2 separate regions of the Ovis aries genome follow, and region 2 is linked to region 1. The links are chromatin contacts, called in public Hi-C maps. All regions are on one chromosome and are shown on one strand. Each heading gives the region's core, a stretch centred on a gene start, on an enhancer-like site or on the middle of the called end of the contact. The rest is flanking DNA. Distances are from core to core; before and after follow the strand shown. Region 1 holds the start of INHBB (inhibin subunit beta B). Region 2 has its middle 76 kb from the start of GLI2.

What was found. A called contact is a pair of places that touch in the nucleus more often than the background predicts.
Region 2: a contact with region 1 is called in a Hi-C map of mixed tissues, with 3 times the contacts expected there. The contact joins the enhancer-like site here to the promoter of INHBB in region 1. A contact is called at or near these places in 2 of 16 Hi-C or Micro-C datasets (mixed tissues and tail adipose tissue).

The regions. Positions count from the first base shown.
Region 1 is chr2:185,661,025-185,667,715 of ARS-UI_Ramb_v3.0, reverse strand. It overlaps INHBB (inhibin subunit beta B), which reads right to left and starts at 2,383. Exons shown (of 2, transcript XM_027965046.2): 1 at 1,565-2,383. The coding sequence starts at 2,015.
Region 2 is chr2:185,977,784-185,984,783 of ARS-UI_Ramb_v3.0, reverse strand. No RefSeq gene overlaps it. Among named protein-coding and RNA genes, the nearest start is that of GLI2, 76 kb to the left of the region's middle. Within about 2 kb of position 1,498, at least 3 of the 54 cell types and tissues checked have an H3K27ac peak or open chromatin away from gene starts, as enhancers often do.

The sequences.
Region 1 (6,691 bases), core at 1,134-3,633:
TGGCCTCCGATGGTTTTATCAAACCTCCTACCACTGCCCCCTTCCCAGCCCCCTCCTCAGGCCTCGCCTGGCTCCTCTAATAACACTGACATCTGACTTTGAAATGGGGGAAAGTGCAGCCTTAAAAGCTGGTCTTGGACGAGCTGCCTGTGACCTGAATCTGTTATTTATAAGTCAAAGAGCTGGCTCCGTGGAACCGACCAGAAATATAACAGCCCCTGCTGTCATTTTGTGCCACCGGGACCAAAAGGCCTCCTCGACCTTCCAGAATCACATTTCTGCTCTGGGCCCCAAAGCACCTTTTAATCCAAGCTCTCTAATTGCATGTCCAGATTCCCTTGACTCTGTCGGACAGCTAAAACGGCAATGCATTTCTTTCTAAGCACAAACCAGCCCTGATTGTCTCTGCTTTTCTCCACACCCGGCCATGCAAAACTTTTCATCCCTTTTCATCCCCAGGCGGCACCTGCACAGTCTGCCCACTGCCTTGGGGGTTGGGGGGAGGCATTCGCAGCCTGGGGACACAACTGCCACCAACTCTCCCCCGCAAGGCTCCCTGCCCACCCTGCCCTGCCCAAACCCGAGCTTCCCCCTGCGACCTTCTCGGCAGTCCCCCTGCACAAATGGGGCTGAGCTCCAGGCACAAAAGCCAGCCTGGCTCATTCAAGTCCTGAAAAGGACAGCAGAGCCGAAAGCACTTGCAGCATTTCAGCGCGAGCACATTTTTCTCCTTCTTTTAAAGTTCGAAAGATGTTTTTCCTCGCTTGATTTTTATATTCAGACAGTGGTTAAAAAAATTTGCAATATAGGGCCGGAGGAACATTCCAGAAAGGACTCCGACCCTTTGTTAACTAGGAACTCTGCTGGCTCTAAAGCCAGGGAGCTGCCTCAGCTCCCAAGCAAGCCGAGAGGCACGGGGCTGCCCTCTGAGCTGCAGCCTTTCTCTGCGTAAATGATGGGACCTGTTGAGAAGCCTGCCTTCCACCGATTCCGGTGCCCACACAATCGGAAGAGAGGTTGCCTAGCTCTCCCCAGCGAAGCTTCAGCAATCCTGGCAAGCCCACGCTGCCCGGCGATGGAAGCGGCCCCAGGGGCCTCTCACGCAGGCATACACACACACACACACAGAGTCACACACACATACACACACTCCTCCGGCCCACGGATATCAACAAGCACACACATCTCCATCTATACTGCTAAGCCTACACTCCGATCGTGGGAAACAAAAACATTAAGCAATCACCAAGCGAGTGCCCGCGGAGCCAGGGCCGCAATAGTCCGCCGGGAGGGGGACGCGCGCCCAAAGGCGCTGGGGCCCGTTTCGGAGAGCAGGGGTGGAGGACAGAGCGCTCCTCGGCGGGGATAGGGGAGCAGGAAGGGGTTGCTGCCTTCGAGAAGAGGACCGCAGCCCGGACGGAGCGCACAGGGCCGGAGGCGAGCGGGCCGAGCCGGCAGTCCGGGTTTCCCCCAGGGCGCGCGGGCTGCGGCGGCGACGGCCAGAGCCAGCGAAGAGAAAAGCGGGTGGAGGAGGTGGCGAGGGCCGCTCGAGGGACCGACCCACCTGTCTCGGCGAAGCTGATGATCTCGGAGACGCGCTCCGGGCCGTCTGCGCCCGGGCTGGCGTGGCCGTCGAGGTGCGGGATCTCCACCCGGCCGTCCTCGCGCACCTTGCCCGCGTGCAGCTTGCGCAGGGCCGTGACCATGGCGGCCTTGGGCACGGCGTGTGTGATGTTGGGCCGGCCCCGCATCTGCAGGCGGCTCAAGATGTGCCGCTTCACCGCCTCCAGGAAGTCGCCGTCTACCCGGCCCAGCTCCTCCGGCCGCCGGAAACCGCCGCACGACGTGCAGGTGTCCTGCGCGCCGCCGGGGGCTCCGGGCGGCGGCGGGGGCGGCTGCGGCGCGGCGGGCGACGGCGGGGGCGTGGGAGAGCCCCAGACCCCGGGCCCCAGCCAGCCGACCGCCAGCATCACAAGGCAGGCGGCCCCCAGCGCCCGACCGGGCAGCCCGTCCATGGTGCGCCGCTGGCGACGAGGGCGCCCGCCGCGAGGCGAGCCGAGCCGAGCGCAGGGCGGCTCACGGCTCCCGGCGCGCCGCCCCGCCCCGCCCCCGCCCGGGCCTCCGCCCGCCCGCCGGGAGGGCCGCAGCCGGCTCACAGGGGGAGGGGGCCCGGTCGGGCCGCGGGGGTTCCCGCGCGGCGGGGAAGGGGCGCCGTGGGCCGCGGGGGGCCGGAGAGGCGCCCTGGGCGAGGCAGGGGCAGGAGGGTTACTGCCGCGCGGGCGTCTCGGGGCGCGTCGGCATCCGCAGCTTTCCCCCCATCCTCTCCGCGTCGGGGCCCCGCTGCCCCCGCTCGGGTGAAGCGAAAGCAGCGGCAGCGGCGGCTTGGCGGCCGGGCGGGGAAGGTGGCAAAAGGGCCGGTCGACGCAACTTGGGCGAGACGGAAGCGAAGGCGCCCGAGCCCCCAGAGCGGAGCCGGGCGCGGCTTGGCGCGGCGCTGCGGCGGGCGCTGCGGCGGGGCCCCGCGCTCGCACCTGAGCGCCTCGCCCTCGCCCTCGCCGCCTAGCACCGAGGAAGGGCCGCGGGCGGTGGCGACGGGTGGGTCGTCCTCTCCGCGGGTTGGCGGGCGGACAGCGGGGCGAGTGCGGTGCCGGTAGCGCCGCGGAGCGCGGGCCCGCTCAGAAGCGGCGCGGAGCCCGGGACCGCGGGCCCTGCAGTCCTCGCGGCGCGTCACAAGGCAAAGTTGTCTCCAGGCTCCCGGGGCGCCGCATCCACCGGCAGGCGGGCGGGCGGGCCGGCTGCTGCGCGCTCCGGCGGGTCCTCTGCTCCGCCCGCCTCCTCGCCGCCTGCCTCCCTCCGCCCGCCTGCGCGGGCCGGCGGGACTCCGAGCGCCAGGCTAGGCGGCGGCGGGGCCCTCCTCGTCCCGGTCTCTTCTGCCTGCGCGGCGGCGGCGATGTCGGTTCGAGCTCCTAAAAGTATCGCCGCGTCCCCGGCGTGGGTGCCCTCGTTGGCTCTCCCGCCGACACACGCCGCAGGGCCGGGAGAGAGCTGCGGGTGGCGGCCGCGTCCCCGCGCCCGGCCGCGGCAGAGTGCGGATCCCGCCAAGGAGGAGTTCTTCGCTTTGCCCTCTTCTTTTACTCTCGTTTTTTCTCCCAAGGGTGAAAAAAAAAAAAAAAAAAAAGCCGCACAATCTCCGTATGTGCGAGCGCGTTGTGATAGAGGTTGGCAGGAAAAAAAGGGGGGGGGAGGGGGCAGTCTCGCCCTGGCCGTGCGGGAGGAGACTGTCCGCGCCTCCCGGCTCTGCTTCCCGGGGTTGCGGGGGGGATGCGGGGGGAGGGGGAGGCGGAATCTGTTCAGGTTGATGCTGCCCGCTCCCCGCCCACCCCAGCTTCCCTCCGCTCTTTTCCTTCTGCCTTAGCGAGAAGGAGGAGCGAACCGACTGGCTTCCCTCCCCTCCCCACCCCACAAGACCGGGCCACTTCTGCGGTCTCGAAACTTTCTCGCCACGTGGGCGCCCCGGACCCCCGCCCGGCTGGGCGGCGGGCGGCACCGACGGGCTCCCCGACCCAGGATCCCGGCGCTCGTCTCCTCCCGGCGGCCGCGCAGGCCCTGTCCTAGTCCCTGCCGCCGCCTTCCCCGCCCAGGAGAGGCACCTCTCCTCGCCGCAGCCGCCCCCGGCCTTCCTGGGGTGCTCCCTCGCTGGCCGCGGCAAGGCGGGGGCGGCCGCGGGCGCCGCGGACTGGCTCCGCCGGTGGATGTCGCTCCGGGGCTGCAGTGCCGGAGCCAAGCGCCCCGGGCCGCCGGCACACTGGGTGAGACGTGGACCCCGCAGACTGTAGGGGTCTGGGGGGCCGCTGCCTCCGCCGGCGCCGCGCCCCGAGAAGCTGCTCGACTGCATGGGGAAGCGGCCTCGCGGCCCATGAGCCTCCCGAGCTCTGGGCTTGTCAGGCTGGAGAAGCTTTCAGCACCACTGCGGCCGCCACCCCCCTAGTTGGCAAATCTTGGCCGCAGACAAAGCCAGGTCCCAGTCGAGGCTCCGCTACGGCCGGCCTTGCCGGAGTGACCGTGGCTAGAGCCTTCCCATCCTAGTCTCTGCCGCCTCGTGCTTACACGGGCACAGTAATGACTATTGAAACACTGGCTGGTGGGGAGCCCTAAAGTAGGCAACCGGGCCAAGCTCCTCACAGAACTCAAGAAACTACCCTTCCAAGGCTGCCGTTCTTAGGCCACTAGCGAAAGACGCTGTCAGTGAACAGCAGAATCCCAGCCTCGTCCAGAACCCCAAGTGGAGTCCGTTCCTTCTGTCCCCCCTGGCGTCCCGACCACCATGTGGAGCAACAGGACGGTTCTCCTAGGGTGCAGCAGGAACGCGGCCTTGCGCTCTCGTCTCAACTGCCTAGACCCCCACCCACAGTGAACGCGCCGCATAACAACGGAACTGCAGGGAGTTTAGCTTCTTAGCGTATCGGGGAGCCCGGGACAACCGAGGTGGACCGCGGCCTCAGGCTCAGGGCTCCCCCCAGCACCCGCGGCCCCTCATCGCAAGCTTCTCAGGCCAGCCGGGCACTGTGGCGTTTAGCCTCAGCCGGACCGCAGCCTCACCGAGGTCCGCAAGTCTGGAGGCGGAGCGCCCCCTCCCTCCCGATCCGAGGAACCGACTCAAAGGTGCGCAGGGCCGGTCCCAAGGTACAAAAATGGGCTGCTCTGGGTTTTATCAACCGAAAGTCCGAAATAGGGGACAGGCAGGGTCCCCGAAATGCCGGTCCCCAAAATGGCAACCTTTCTGGTTCCTTAGGGCTTTCTCCAGATCCTGAATCGTTGCCACTCCCAAACTGACAGCCCTTTGTTCCCTCGGCTTACCACCCCTGGCTCTGGCCCAGAGCCTGGGAAACCCTGAGCAGAGAGGAGGTAACCTCTGCCTCCTGGGCAGCTTGTACCACCGCCTTCTACGCAGTGGCCCTGAGCCAGCCCAACCACCTTTGTGATTTTGTGATTTTGCTTGCCTCTTCTGCCAGGCACACTTGCTCTGGTCTACTGGTCCTTCCCATCACCACAACCACCAACCTACATGGGGATCTCACGCCCAGGCTTCAAGACCCAGCCCAATCTTGGTGAAGCCTCCATGGCCTTCTTGTGCCCTGAATAGCTGTTTGCTGGTTTTGCCCCTCGGATCAGTGCCCAGATTTTACCTGTTCACCTGTCTCCTGTGAGGGGCCTCAGGTTCCTGCAGGACAAGGACCAGGCCTCTGTGTGATGCCAGACCTGGAAGATAATCAGGTGCACTTTATTGACCCAGTGTTTGGTTGGTTGACTGATTGATGGATTGAAAGAAGTCGGTAAGCCAGCAAAGGCTTTAACACCTCTACTTCTCAGCACAAACTCACAGTAGTGTTCCTTGCCTTCTCAGTTACAACCCTTTATTTATTTTTTTGTGAAAGTGTTAGTCACTCAGTTGTGTTTAATTCTTTGTGGCCCCATGGACTGGGGCCCACCAGGCTCCTCTGTTCATGGAATTCTCCAGGCAAGAATTCCCTTCTCTAGGAAATCTTCCCCACCCAGGGATTGAACCCCGGCCTAACACATTGCAGGCATTCTTTACCTTCTGAGCCACCAGGAAAGCCCATTTATTTATGTATGTATTTATTTATATTTATTTTTTGGCCACACCCCACAGCATACAGGGTCTTAGTTCCCTGACCAGGGATTGAACCCAGGCCCCATGCAGTGAAGTCTTAACCACTGGACCATCAGGGAAGCCCCGCAACCCTTCTTATTGTGGACAGAGCTGGGTAGAGCTGTAGGAAGAGGGGAGGGCTCCACGCCTTTGTGAAGGTGCAGCATCCTGCTCATCGCCCTGGTGCTGGGAAGAGGCAAAAGCCACCATGTCCCTGCTGGTCAGAGGAGAGAAGATGAGGTTCAGAGGAGGGTCCTCATTTTGCTCCCCTGACGAAGGAGCTGCAGCCCCGCTGCCAGTCATCTGCTGGGAGGGAACTGGGTCAAGCGGTAGTCAGAAACCATCTGCTCGAGAAGCTGGGATTATCCCGCCCTCTGCTGATCCCCCAGCCCTCAGGAGCCAAGGGTGTAAATTGAGTTCTTCCAGATCACCTTGTGCTTTGCGGGGGAGCTCCCCATTCCCTACTGAGGAGCAAGGACCTTTTCCTGTTGCTTCAAAGCCTCATTTAGCACTGGACTCTGTTCTCCTTTAGATTGAGGGTGACCTCAGCCCACAGTCTGAGCCAGGGATGTGACTGCGCCTGTCAGTTTTGAATACAATAATGTACATCAATACTTCAGCCAACACCCTCTAGACCGGCTGCAGGACCGGGCCGCCCCCACACGGAATGCTGGCTCCCTGACGCCGTCAAGGAACTCAGGCCCAATGGTAAAGGCGGGAGGAAACATGGCGACAACATGGATCCAGGCACTCAGAGTATGAAGAGGCTTCCTCCAGGGAGCTCAGAGCACGTGCTCTCACAATCGCGTGTTGTTTTGTTTTGCATAACCCGGAGCTGACGAAGATGTCCAGAAGTGACAAAGCAAATGATAAAAGTGAATCTCAGCATGCAGTTCTTGGCCACACGGCCCCTACAGAGTGTTGGGGCACAGTCCTTCTCAACATGGGTGCTCCAGACCTGGGATGGAGAGGGGCCTCTGTCTGAGTTGGGTTCCAGGGATCCGTGTTCACTTTTTCACC
Region 2 (7,000 bases), core at 249-2,748, 320 kb before region 1:
CCCTCAGCATTCCAGGCTTGGAATGATTCAGATGGGAGTTGGCCTGAAATTTATCTTTGCTGTATTTACACAGAAAGACCTTAAAAAGCTAGTCGATGGTGTCAACAAAGATCATTATAATATTTCAGGAGAGATGGTTTAACATACCAAAGGAGGGGAAAAGAATTTTTTAAGCACAGCAGTGGAAACCATATTTGGACATTGAGGGAATCAGAAACTGTTGTTTTTGGTAATAATCACCCAGATGTTATCCCATATGAGCCAGAAGGTGATTCAGGGATGAGACGGAAATCATGTGGTCACGTTTGCTCAATGCCCTTTGAGAGTGGTACCCAGTGGTGGTTAAAAGGTGGTAGTCAGGTGGTTTGACCCTCTGGAGTCAAAAGTCAAGCTCTCTCCTCACAGATGCAGCTTGAGGCTGTGGTAGGAAAGCACACTTTGGATTCAATACGATTGACCTGATATCTGCAAGTCTTATGGGTCCTCTGACTCTGGTAAAACCTTATTTTTCCATCTGTGAAACGGGTCAGGCAACCCACGCCCATGGGCTTTCTCTAGAGAGTACCAGGTTCCTGTGGCGATGGCCCTACCGCATAGTGGGTCATCAGCTCCTGAATCCCTTTCTTCCATTGGATGCTCCTGAAGGACCTGCCCGGTTCTACAGCCTACATGTCTGCCTGGTGGAGGTTAGCCAGGGAATGCTGGCTGGGAAGCAGGGAGGCCACCAATCCCCATTATTTGACTCAGACTAACCCAGTTTGTCCCAGGCCTTGAGTCCAGCCTCGTTTCTCTCTTAGATCCTACCCTCGGAGTCACATGGGCAGTGTCTTCCAATAGGAAGAACATAGTGCTTTAGACCCAGCCAGGGGCCATTTCAAATCCCAGCTCTGCCAGTTAAGTACCAAGGAACAACTTTCTGAACTTCCCTTAGACTCTGGACAAGTGAGATGGCCAAACCTGCTTTGCAGGCAGTCTCAAATGCCCAGGACAACCTTTGGTCACTGTAATGGCTAGGTAATTGGTGACTATCACTATTGTTGTTTGCGGAGTGTGTTCAGACGTTTCTAAGTTGGTCAGAAATCTGGTTTTGCCTCTGGGATTTTCCCCGTGATGAGAAGTTGCAGACTGTTGGGAAAATCTGCTGATTTGCAGGGGGTGGTGACTGTAGTGAGGGAGAGGTGGTGTCTGCGACATGACCACAGGAGTGTGGTCTGTTCTGCCCAAGCCCTGCGTCCAGGTAAGGATGCAGAGATAGAATACCCTGAGGCCCTGCTCCTGCATCCTCTCTTCCCCAGGATGCGAGTGTGGTCCCCAGAGGGTTCATCTTGGCCAGAGAGCACAGGACATGCCGTGACCTCCCTGCGGAAGAGATGAGTAATAAAGCGCAACGGCTTGCCCAAGGCACCATGGAAAAAGGCGTCCATCATCTTAATGGTACCTTTTAGATGTCTAGCTGAGCTGCAGCCTCTTCCTCACGATCCCTGCCCCTCCCGCGAGCACTGCGGGGGAGCTATTCCTGGCATGTCCTGTGGTACAAAAGCGCGGTTCATCTTCTCAAGGAGACGTGGGGAGGTTGAAAGTCAAACTCGTTGGAACAAACCTTGGCTTTGGAGAAGAGTCAAGTGCTTGTTATGCAAGCGCTCGCCCTCCCCAAGGAGAAGTCAGCACGATGAGAAAAACAGAGTTGGGGGGGGATTTGGCGATAAGGGTGAAAAGGGAACAAGATCGATGAGGGACACACCGTGTCTGTGCGGGGGCGTGGCCAAGTGTGTGGGGGCGTGGTCATCGCCTCTAAGCGGGGAGCTGAGTCTTCAGCATCAAGTAGAACAAGCCAGGTAGGGAGGAGAGCAGGCTGGAGAAGAGTTGAGGTTCAGCTTGGCTTGGCTTTGGAAGAGCAAGTTGTGCCACAGCTGCTCTCAGGCCTAGGGCCACAGCCTTCATGCTTGCAGGGATCAGGGTTAGTAGAGAGACTGGGACTGAGGCCGGAGGAATCTCCTGCTCAACTGAGAGCTTGATCATCTTTGGCCTCAGTTTCCCCATTGACACAACAGGGATTATATCTGTTTGCCTCTTTGTCTAACAGGTGAGCTGGAAGCAGAGTCTGATAACAACATCTCATGGCAGAAAATGTGTTCTAGCATCTTAGGGGGTACTGGTTGGACTGCTGGTGTCCTTTGGTGAAGGAAGGCAGGGTGTTGCCAGAGGACCTGGGAGCTGAAAAGAGAAGATCCTGAGTGTCGCTTTCAAAGGTACAGAAGGCTGTTGCCAGGATTCAGGGTGTTGCCACGATTCCCTCTGGACCAGGGAATGTGGCTGAAGAAAACTTGCTGTGAGGTGTTTTTCTTTGTTGGGAAAAAAGAGCAAAAGAGAGAGAGAGGCCTGGGAAGGCAGGTGGAGTCTCATTCATTGCCCAGGTCAGGTGGGGAAGAGGAGAGGTTGCCCTTCCCACTTTTTAAAGAAGAGAGCTGCTACCATACTTTTTTCTCTTTTACATATCAGAGTTCTAATTATGATTTCCCATAGACAAAAGATTCCTTTACTGCTTGAGTTCAAAGCTACTGATTGAAACCATTGTCCACTAGCCTGGGAAATTCCTTGCAAAGCTCTTGCTTCTCTGGGCCAGGATCTCTGTCCCGGGTTTTCGTGCTGCATTTCAAAATACTCTGAAATGTAGTGGCTTACAACAGTGAGTTCTCATTTCCTTTCATCAGTTGACTGGGCTCAGCTGGGTGGTTTTCACTTGGGGGCCTTTCTTGCAGTTGTCCTGAGACAGTGGCTGGAGCTGAGTCCTAAGGCTACAATGATGGATCATCATAGAGGACTGTGCCACTATTGTGGCTGTCACTCCAGCTGGGAGGGCTGGGAGAGCTGGGGACCAGCCAGGTAGCTGTCTGCCCTCATTGCCTCTCTGTGTAGACCTCCTCCAAGCCTGGTGGTCTCGAGTGAGTCAGACTTCTTACATGGGGCCTGGCTACCTCCAGATGCATCACCCAGGAGACCCTGGCAAAAGCTTCAAGGCTTTTTAGGACTTAGCCTCAGAAGTTCAAGCATCACTGCCATCACATTCTGCTAGACAAAAGCTAGCCCCAAGGGTAGCCCACACGGAAGGGGAGGGGACTCTGAAAGTGGGTGATACCAGGGCCAAGCTCACTGGAGGCCCTCTTTGCAGTCTGGCTAACAGTTTCAAGAGGAAGAAGGAGGATCCAGGCCTGACCCTTCCTCTCCCTGCCTCTGCAGCACTGCTGGGAGCTGGATTTGGGGGCCTCAGTCCAGAGATCTGTCCATCTCCAGAACTGGGGCTGGCAGACTGGGCAAAAGGGAGCCCACCCTCTGCTCCTTGTCTCAAGTTCTTTTAAGAGCAGATAAAAGCTTCTATTCCATAGTCACTGAGTTGAGAGACTTCACTCCCCACTTCAGGAAAACAAAACCAAGTCCCTGACCCCAACTGTCTGCTGGGAAAGGAAGGTCACTCTTCTGGACATGTGGGCAATATGATTAGATGGGGAAGTCTGCACTCTGTCCAGGTGGAGGGTTCCCCTCCACAGCCTCTTGTTTCTGACAGTTTCAGAAACTTCCTTCAGCAAATGGAAAAGCGGGAGTCAGCCCAAAGGGGAGCAGGAGTGAGAGGCAGGGTTTGGTCTGGTCCTCCTTGATAGATGCAGGCTAGCAGGAGACTTCTGGCTTCCTGGAATTATTGCTAAAACTCAAGCTCTCATCATGGTAAGTTTCAGACATTTTCACTTTTCCCTGGCCCTGGGAGGGCCCTGTGTTGCTTTAGCTCCTGTTCCCAGGGATGGAGAGGCTTCTGTCAGACAGCCAGGCACAACCATCATTTGGCAAAAGCAAGGTCCCAGTGAGTTGTTAGGAGTGTCAGTCACCTGAGAGGTCTTCTCTGCAGACGCACTCCAAAGCCTGGGAGCCCATCCTTGCGGGGAAGTGATTCTGCTCCTGATGAGGGAAGGGAACCAAAAACACCAGGAAGATGTAAGGATGGCTGCTTCGGTGGGGAATGTGGTTAGAGTCTAGAGGCAAAGAAAGCAGGCCTGTCTCCTCTCTTGCTTAACTGAGGGCAGCATGTCCAATGTTTCCACTTGATCTCTGGTTTCCTCGGGACCCACTCCACTGAATGTATTTGCAGTGCAGTCGTCTTTTGGAAGCAAATGCATGGAGAGTGGAGAGGGTAGGCAGGAGGGAGAGGGTCCCATAGCCCATGAAAGCAGCTGCCACTTTATCTTGGGAGGGGACCCCAGGGAGCCCTTGAACTCGATGTCACTTCTGTCATGCCTAGTGAGAGGCGCAAGTGAGCGTGTGCGGGAAAAGAGAACCGCCGAGAAAACAGTTCGCCTCTGTTAATATTTGATAGGCAGCCAAAGCACTTTTGTTCCTGAGCCCGGCGAGCTACCCGTGAAAAAATAAATTGCTTTTCAAGAACATTCATCACAGCAAGTGGCTCGTTTCCTTGTCCTCAAACAACCCCATTCCTGGGCCCTTTCTCCCATTAAAAACCCCTCCGATGTGGTAAAACAAATAAAGAAACGAAGGGGAGGTGTGGGAAGTGGTGGCTGCTGGAGGGAAGGTGGACACTGGGGCAGGGGATGCTAGGGGCAAAGAAGCAGCAAACCCTGGGTTCCTGTTAGGCCTTGGGATATGGGTCCTGCTTGCATGATCCTTCTAACACACTTGCGCCGAACTTCAGAAATACACCTGTGGAGCCAGAGGCTTTCTGCTGTCTTGTTCACTGTGTATCCCTAGACACAGAGGAAATTCTCAACAGACCTTTGTGGGATGAAGGAATAAATGAGAAAGTCCAAAATGGGATGATTGGGGTAAAAGGTTCCATCCAATCCAGGATGGATGTTGTTTTTATGACAATTTTTTTTTTTTTTCAGCCACAAATTCCATGATCAATTAACCAGCCAGATCAGATCCCAGGGTCTGTTGTGTGATCTCCTGCTAGCTCTGGGGGTGAGCTACCAGGTTTGAGGGGGCAGCTTACTGTAGGGGGAGGCCACCAACCTTTAGTTTTACCATGTGACTCTGAGTTGCATCATCTCAAGCTCTGAGACCTACTAAAGGAGACTAATCACTTACATTGTACTATTTCTGTAGAAACTGTAGTCTCTGTAAGGAATATTATGGGCTGCATGTTTTTGCTTGTTGAATTTTTATATTGAAACCTTAAACCCCAATGTTATGGTATTAGAAGGTGGGACCTTTGGTAGATAATTAGGTTTCTGGGAGATCATGAGGGTGGGGACTCCACAACGGAATTAGTGACCTTATAAGACAAGGAGAGAACAGAGCTCTTTCTCTGACATGTGAGGACATAGCAAAGAGGTGGCCACCTGTCAGCCAAGAAGTGGGCCCTTACCAAAAACTGAATCTGCTAACGCCTTGATCTTGGACTTCCAAGTCTCTCAAACTGTGAGAAGAAGATGCCTCCTATTTAAGCCACTCAGTCTGTGGCATTTCATTATGATATCTTGAGCTGAGACAGGGAAATGTCTGGTACAGGAACATAGCAGGCACTCAGTATATAGCAGTCACTTTTGTTATTATTTTGACAAGTGTATAGACTCTCTACACTTAATAAAATATCTGAAGATATTCAGGGAGTTCTGGGCAGCTTGTCCACCACAGTTATAGAAAATTCCCAAAGTCTGAGATATTGGCAGGACCTCGCCTTCCTTTTAGTTGTGAGAGAGTCATACAGATGGGTTTGGACCATAGTGTCCCTTAATACAGGACTCCACATAACTCCATCACCAGTGACAAGTCTCTGTTGAAGTGAATGTGGAAAAAAGCCTGACAGTCAGGGCTCATCTGTCAACAACAAGAATGGTTCCAGGAGGCACTTCAATACTATATTTTGAATTCACTCATTTGCTCATTCATCATGTATGTTAGTGTCTCCTCTCTGTCCTGGGATACACAGTGATCAAGCAGCCAGTCCCTGGCCTGGTGGAGCTGCTGTCACTCTAGCTGGGGAGTAGACAGCAAACCGATGAATTAATGATTCCATACTGGGATAACCCCTAGAAAGGAGGCCTAGATGATGTGCTGGAGAGTGATGAGCAGGAGGGATCTCCTGCAGGTGCGTGGTCAGGGAAGCTAAGGCTGGAAGGAAGAGAAACAGCAGCCACTGAAGATCTTGCAAGTAACACAGAGAAGGGCTCATGTGTGAGGAGCAGAGGAATCCAGGAGCAGGGGTGGTGGGGGGAGGAGGACACTGAAGCAACTGGGCCCTAGCAGGGTTCAGGCTGAGGCTGAGGTCTGCTGTGAGGTCTGCGGGGGCAATGGAAGCCCCGCCCACTTTAGACTGGTCCAGAGGTGCTGTCAGGCGAAGGCCCCCGGGGACCAGGCTGGGGGAGGACTGAAGCCTCCTGTTTGCCAGCACCCCAGGAGATGCCCCATTCTCACAGATGGTCTTTTCTTCTTGCCAAAGCCCAGCAGAGCATAAACCACTTGAGTTTTGCCCAGGAGGCCCCTTTGGGCATCCAACACCCTGGCCTGCTCAGGCCCCATCAATGAAGACCCGGGGTTTGAGAAATAGATACTGATAAAACTTTGTCTTCCTTGTTAGCCCACATCACTGTACCATTTGAGTTGGAGAAATACATACTGACAAAACTTTGTCTTCCTTGTTAGACAGAATAGGCTCCCTTTCAGGCCCTGCTAAGAATAGCTAATTTATTCGTGCTCTCCCAGGCTGGGAAGAGGGTGGAAGTCGGTGGCTGGCCCTGTGCCCTGCCCGCACCCGCCTGGACAGCGCAGCTGGGAGCCCCGCGCTGGGCATCCAAAGAGGCCGACCCCGCCCCACCTCAAACCCATTGGCTTCTTGTGGCCTCCCCGCGCTTTCATTGGCTCTCACTGGCCCTTGGCCCAGCCCCCTGAAAGCCGCTCCCTCGTTGCCAGGGAGATGGGAAAGCCGAGAGGGCGCCTTCCTTTGAGACGCCGGGCCGCAAGGAGATTGGGCTGCAGAGAGTGAGTGTAGACGCTG